2 separate regions of the Canis lupus genome follow, and region 2 is linked to region 1. A link is a contact called in public Hi-C data. All regions are on one chromosome and are shown on one strand. Each heading gives the region's core, a stretch centred on a gene start, on an enhancer-like site or on the middle of the called end of the contact. The rest is flanking DNA. Distances are from core to core; before and after follow the strand shown.

Evidence for each region. Hi-C and Micro-C count contacts between places; a contact is called where the count stands out from the background.
Region 2: a contact with region 1 is called in a Hi-C map of blood, with 4 times the contacts expected there. The contact joins the promoter of NFATC1 here to the enhancer-like site in region 1. A contact is called at or near these places in 3 of 9 Hi-C or Micro-C datasets (amygdala and blood).

The regions. Positions count from the first base shown.
Region 1 is chr1:928,634-931,295 of UU_Cfam_GSD_1.0, reverse strand. No RefSeq gene overlaps it. Among named protein-coding and RNA genes, the nearest start is that of CTDP1, 15 kb to the right of the region's middle. Within about 2 kb of position 1,330, at least 2 of the 20 cell types and tissues checked have an H3K27ac peak or open chromatin away from gene starts, as enhancers often do. A contact at or near this core is called in blood, where this site is marked.
Region 2 is chr1:1,091,248-1,093,909 of UU_Cfam_GSD_1.0, reverse strand. It overlaps NFATC1 (nuclear factor of activated T-cells, cytoplasmic 1), which reads left to right and starts at 1,343. Exons shown (of 13, transcript XM_038525723.1): 1 at 1,343-1,543. The coding sequence starts at 1,416.

The sequences.
Region 1 (2,662 bases), core at 81-2,580:
AGTAGGCTCCTTGGGGCTGGGCACAGGGCCTCCATCACGGCGCAGCTCCTTTGTCTCCCTGTGCCCCCAGCTCCATGCTCCAGCCCCTACCCTTTGGTTTGGGTGATTTGGTCACTCCTGGTCTCTGTGACTGCAATCAGACCCCAGGGTCCTCACCCACAGGCCTCCCCACCCCGCCCACCCCGAGAAACCAGGATGCTCAGGAGTCACCTCTAAATTGGACATCTCAAGGTGCCAGGGACACAGGTCGTAATCCATGGGTGGTGGGCGTGGAGCCCAATAATAGCAGGAGTGGGCCCACCGAGGTCCACGCAGGTGGCCCCAGCTGCACCCCTGCACCCGGGCTCCTGCTCCCCTGCACCTGGGTTCACAGGTGTTCAGCCTCCTCCCTGCACCCGGGCTCTAGGCAACCAGGCTGCTTCTGGTCCCTTAGACCTCTCAGGTGTAATCTGGCCATTCCTAAACCTCTTCCCCCCTGGCATGGTGACAGCACACCTCTCATTCAAGCCTGATCCCTCTCTTTTCCTGATTAGTAAACTGAGTTTTGCCATTTTTATTCCGAGGATGCTATAAATACAAAGAATTACATTTCATCCTGCACACATAATTTTCAAAGGTCCAATTGTGCCCCCGTGTGGTGACAGAAAAGACTGCCAAGCGGAGAAAGCCACAGGGAGAGTCTAACTTGCTTGCCCAGGGTCTTCAACACTACTTGCAGCAATTGCAAATAATCAAGGACGACGGCAGTGCCACACCAGCCTCTGTGCGAAGCCTCATCATATTGTCTTGTTCATTCTGTAAGGCCAGATACTATGTTTATTATCTGATTTATCTATTTATTTATTTCCTCAACAAATATTTCTTTTTTAAAAAAGATTTATTTATTTATTTATTCACGAGAGAGACAGACTGAGAGAGAGAGGCAGAGACACAGGCAGAGAGAGAAGCAGGCTCCCCGAGGGGAGCCTGATGCAGGACTTGATCTCAGATCCTAGGATCACAACCTGAGCCAAAAGGCAGGCACCCAACCACAGAGCCACCGAGGCGCCCCTCCACAAATATTTCTTAATGCATTTTATATAACCCTGGAGCATTTTAAGCAGTTGCTTCATAGTAGGAAATAAGACCCATTTTATGCAAGAGGAGTCTACAAAACCACAATCTTTCCTCCCTCCCAAAGCCAATTAATTACTTGGTATCTGAATTCCCCAAAATTGCAACACTTCATGATATGGAGAAATCGACAATGTCTTGGGTTTCTTCATTCTAATTGTTTTCCCCATGAAAAAGCTAGCAGTCATCCTGGCAGGTTAAGGGCATGTATGCTACGGGCAAGCCCCTGTGCTTCTGGATGCTGACTACTCTGCAAAAGTATAACAGACCAAGAGAGTTCTGGAGTTAGAGGCCAGAATCCAGACGCCACCACTCCAGTACCCAGTGTAGCTACAGCCGAATGAATGTCAGTCTCCTCACCCAGAAAATGAGAATAGGAACATGCCTTAGCTCACAGGATTGCCTCTAGGGTGGAATCAGGTACTGAGCTGAGGGCCCAGGAAGCACCGGCAGTGGGAGGTGAGGGCTCGCCACGGGGAAGACAGGACGGGACCAGAAAGAGCTTGGACTCACAGACTAATGGTTATTTCCAAACATCTGATTTTCAGGTTTCCAAACTGTTGGCTAAGTTCCACTAATCACTCTCTGCCCCCAGAGCCTCCTCATTCCTCTCCCCACCTCACATTGCACGCAGGGTGACAGGCTAGTAACTCCAAGCACGCACCCCAGGCCTCTAATTGTGTAAAGGGCCAGCTTCCTGATTGCATTAACAGCATGAGGAATTTCCAAATTACCAAGGGCCTTCTCCCCCGGCACAGCTACTCGACAACATGATATAAATCAGAGGCCTTGCTTCAGAGGCCGGGGAGAAGAGTGAAGGACTTGGAAGCCGATCAGCAGGTGGAGGACCCCAAACCAGGTGAGGAGACGTGGAGCTTCCCATTCTCACTGTGGTGAAGGGGCTTGTACCAAAGCCTCCCACGATCGTTTCTTCAGCACCGTCCCCAAACCTCAGATGCCTGAGCACCCCCACATGGCAGCCGGCATGCCCCTGTGTCACTGGTGCTATCAGGTACTTAATATATTTATTTAAAGTCATATTTACTTAATCATCTGGTTCACTTAGCCTTGTCCTAAGTAAGGAGGGTGGGAGGAACGTCCCCCCTGGCGGTGGCCACCTCCTATCACACTGGGAAGTGGCTGCGGTGCTGGCCTCGGGGAGCCTTCCTCGGGATGAACCCTCCTGGACTCTGAATATCCATACCCCACTGTGCTGCACCCCGCAAAGGGGTGAACTACACGCAGAAGCTCTATAGGAGGAGCTTTTGCAGGAGGATTCAGCAGCACGGAGAACCAGCCCCATCTTCTGTGACAGTAAATCACCTGTGGCGCCACCGTAGGGTCCCTGTCTGTGCTTTGTCTTGGTGACGTTACTTTCTATCCCAGCCACCGGCAGTCTTCAAAACAGAAATGGAATTTTTACTTGTGTGTTTGGAAACCACATCTATGGCTCCTATGAAACAAATTTCCCCAGGATTCTTTTATCTGACAGGCTAGAAAGTCATTTCTTTTTAAGGCTGTTTCTCCCTAAAACGTGCTTCCAAGCCGC
Region 2 (2,662 bases), core at 94-2,593, 160 kb before region 1:
TTCGCCAGCGCGCCTCAGCCGACGGGTCAAATGTTACCCCCCCGCCCCGGGCCCGGGCCCCGGGCCGTGGGGGCATCCGGGGCATCCACCGGCGTCCTGCAGGCTCTCGGGTACCCGCGACAGACACAACTTCGCTTTTGGGGTTATTTGAAACCGCAATAGATTGATGACTTTTGCACCGCAGACACTTGAGCCGCCCTGACGCTCCGGCCCCTCACCCGAGGCCACCACGAAAACGTGGTCGGGTCCTGGCCGCCGAGCTGCGCAGACGAGACGCAGGCGGGTTGGCGGGGAAAGTGTAAAGTGAACCGGCGGGCGCTGGGGAGGCTTTCCCGAAACCCCTCCCCCGCCGCCTGGAAACCCCAGAGTCGCCCCCCCCCCCCCCGCCTTCCCGGCCGGCGGCGGCTGCGCCCCTGCTCCTCCCCGACCCCCCCGCGAGCGCAGGCAACAGGCAGGCTGGGGCGCTCCGGTATTTACGGAGTAAGAATGACAATAAGTCCACGTCCCGGGACTGCCGTGCAATCTGTTAGTAATTTAGCGGGATGGGAATTTCCTTTCTCGGGCCTGCCAGTGGAAGCGCTTTTCCAAATTTCCACAGCGGGGGAAGCCTGCGATTTTACATAATGACTTCAGCATGCGGGGCTCCTCGGCGGCCCTCGTCTCCGGCTCCCGGCCCCTCCCCCCAGCCGAGTGTGACTCCCTGAGGACGCGGCGGACCCCGGCGTCCCGGCCGGCCCGCGCTCCCTCTGCGCCCGGGTCGCACCCCGCGCGCCCCTGCCCTGCGCGCCCGCGCCCGCCCCCCCGCGCGCCCCCGCGCTCCGCGTGCGCCCCTGCCGCCCCCCGTGCGCCCCCAGCCCGCCCCCCGTGCGCCCAGCGGGCCGGGCGAGCAGCGGCCTGGAGCGGGGAGGGCCGGCGCTCGGAGACTTTTCCTCCGGGCCCTGCGCTGGCTCGGGCGGGGGCGTGATGTCACGGCAGGGAGGGGGCGCGGGAGCGGCCGGGCCGGCGGGGAGGCGGGGAGGTGTTTTCCAGCTTTAAAAAGGCAGGAGGCAGAGCGCGGCCCTGCGTCAGAGCGAGACTTGGAGGACTCCAAACTCGCCGGCACAGTCGCCGCGCCGGATCCCGCGGCCGGGCGAGGGCACCGGGGCGCGGGAGCGCACCCTTCCGAGCCCCGCCACCCGCCAGCAAGCCCGGGCCCCAGGCGCAGCCGGGCCACCCGCGCGCACACCCCCCTGGATGACACTTCTCCGGGGCGCGCGGTGCTGAGCCGGGCCGGGCGCGCGTCCGCCGGGGCAGAGGTCTGCGTTCCCGGGAGAGCCGGCCGGGGCGGCGGCGCCGAGCGCCCGCTCTCCCGCTCTCCCGCTCTCCCGCTCTCCCGCTCTCCTGCGCTCCCGCCCCCCGCCGCCGCCGCCGCGTGGATGCCAAGTACCAGTTTTCCAGTCCCTTTCCAAGTTTCCACTCGGGCCTCCGGCTGCAGTCTGCGGGAGCGGAGAAAGTTTGGGGCCCGCGCCGCCCTCCGGCGGCAGCATGAAGTCGGCGGAGGAAGGTAAGCCGGCGGGTCGCCCCTACCCGGGCCCCCGCGGGTGCCGGGCCGGGGCGGGGGGGGAGCGAGCGGGCCCGGCCGGGGTCCGCCGCCGGGAGGGGTCCGCCGTGGCGAGGGGCGCGCGCGGCACCAACCGGGGAGCGGGGTCCCCCTGGTGTTCCCCGGAGCAGCCCCGGTTCCCAGCGCTCCCTCCTGCCAATAGGTGTCTCCTCTCCCCAGCGCTGCGCGCAGCCCGGCGGCGGACCGTGGCACAGGCTCAGCTCAGGCGCGGGCGGCCGGGACCGGGTGAGGGTAGGGCTCGCTCCACGGTGTCGGTGGGCTCTTTGGGAACGGAGGTGGCCGGTTTCTTCCCCAGTGGGGCAAGGCCACCAGGCGGCTTAGGAGACCAGCCCAGGACGTGAGGTGGGGTCTGCGCCCTTCCCCGCCCCCGCCCCCACCCCACCCCCACCCCGGCGCCGTCATGCTGGTAGCTCCGCCGGCAGAACTCTGGGGCATCGGATGCACAGTGTGGACACAGCCCCTAATTCAATCCATTTTGCAATCTTGCAGCCGGGAGTTGAGTTCAGCTGTAGAAAGTGGCTCAGGACAGTGTGAAAGGGACCCTCGAGTTTCAAGCCGCTTGTTTGTGGTCCCAAAGGTGCCTAAGTGTATGTCCCGAAAACACTCCTGCCTCCGAGTCTGGCCAACGGCCCCGCACGCCTGCCCTCCGCCCTACAGGAGCCAGCACCTGGCCCTGCGGCCTGGAGCTCCTGACGGGGGTGCTCCTGCAGGTGTCTGAGGACAGGCTCCAGCAGGGGCCACCAGCACCCTGAGTAGGGATCAGAACAGCAGATGTGCCCGGGAAATGGGGAGACAGCTTCCCAAACACCTCATCGGCTCCCAAGTATTTTTTTAAATTATTTTAGCAAAGTTGGCAAAGATGCCAGCGTGTAGTGGGGATTCCTCTTTTTATAAGGGCAGACGTCCTTCCAGCACCGTCCCCGGTGGCACCATCCCCTTAGTGGGCCCATGGCCACAGAGCCGCATCCTCCAAGGACTGGCAGCTTTGGGGAGGTACTTGTTGGTGACCCAGATGAGCCCCAGGCAGTACCCTTGATAGAGGGTGCTCAGCCATTTCCTCTG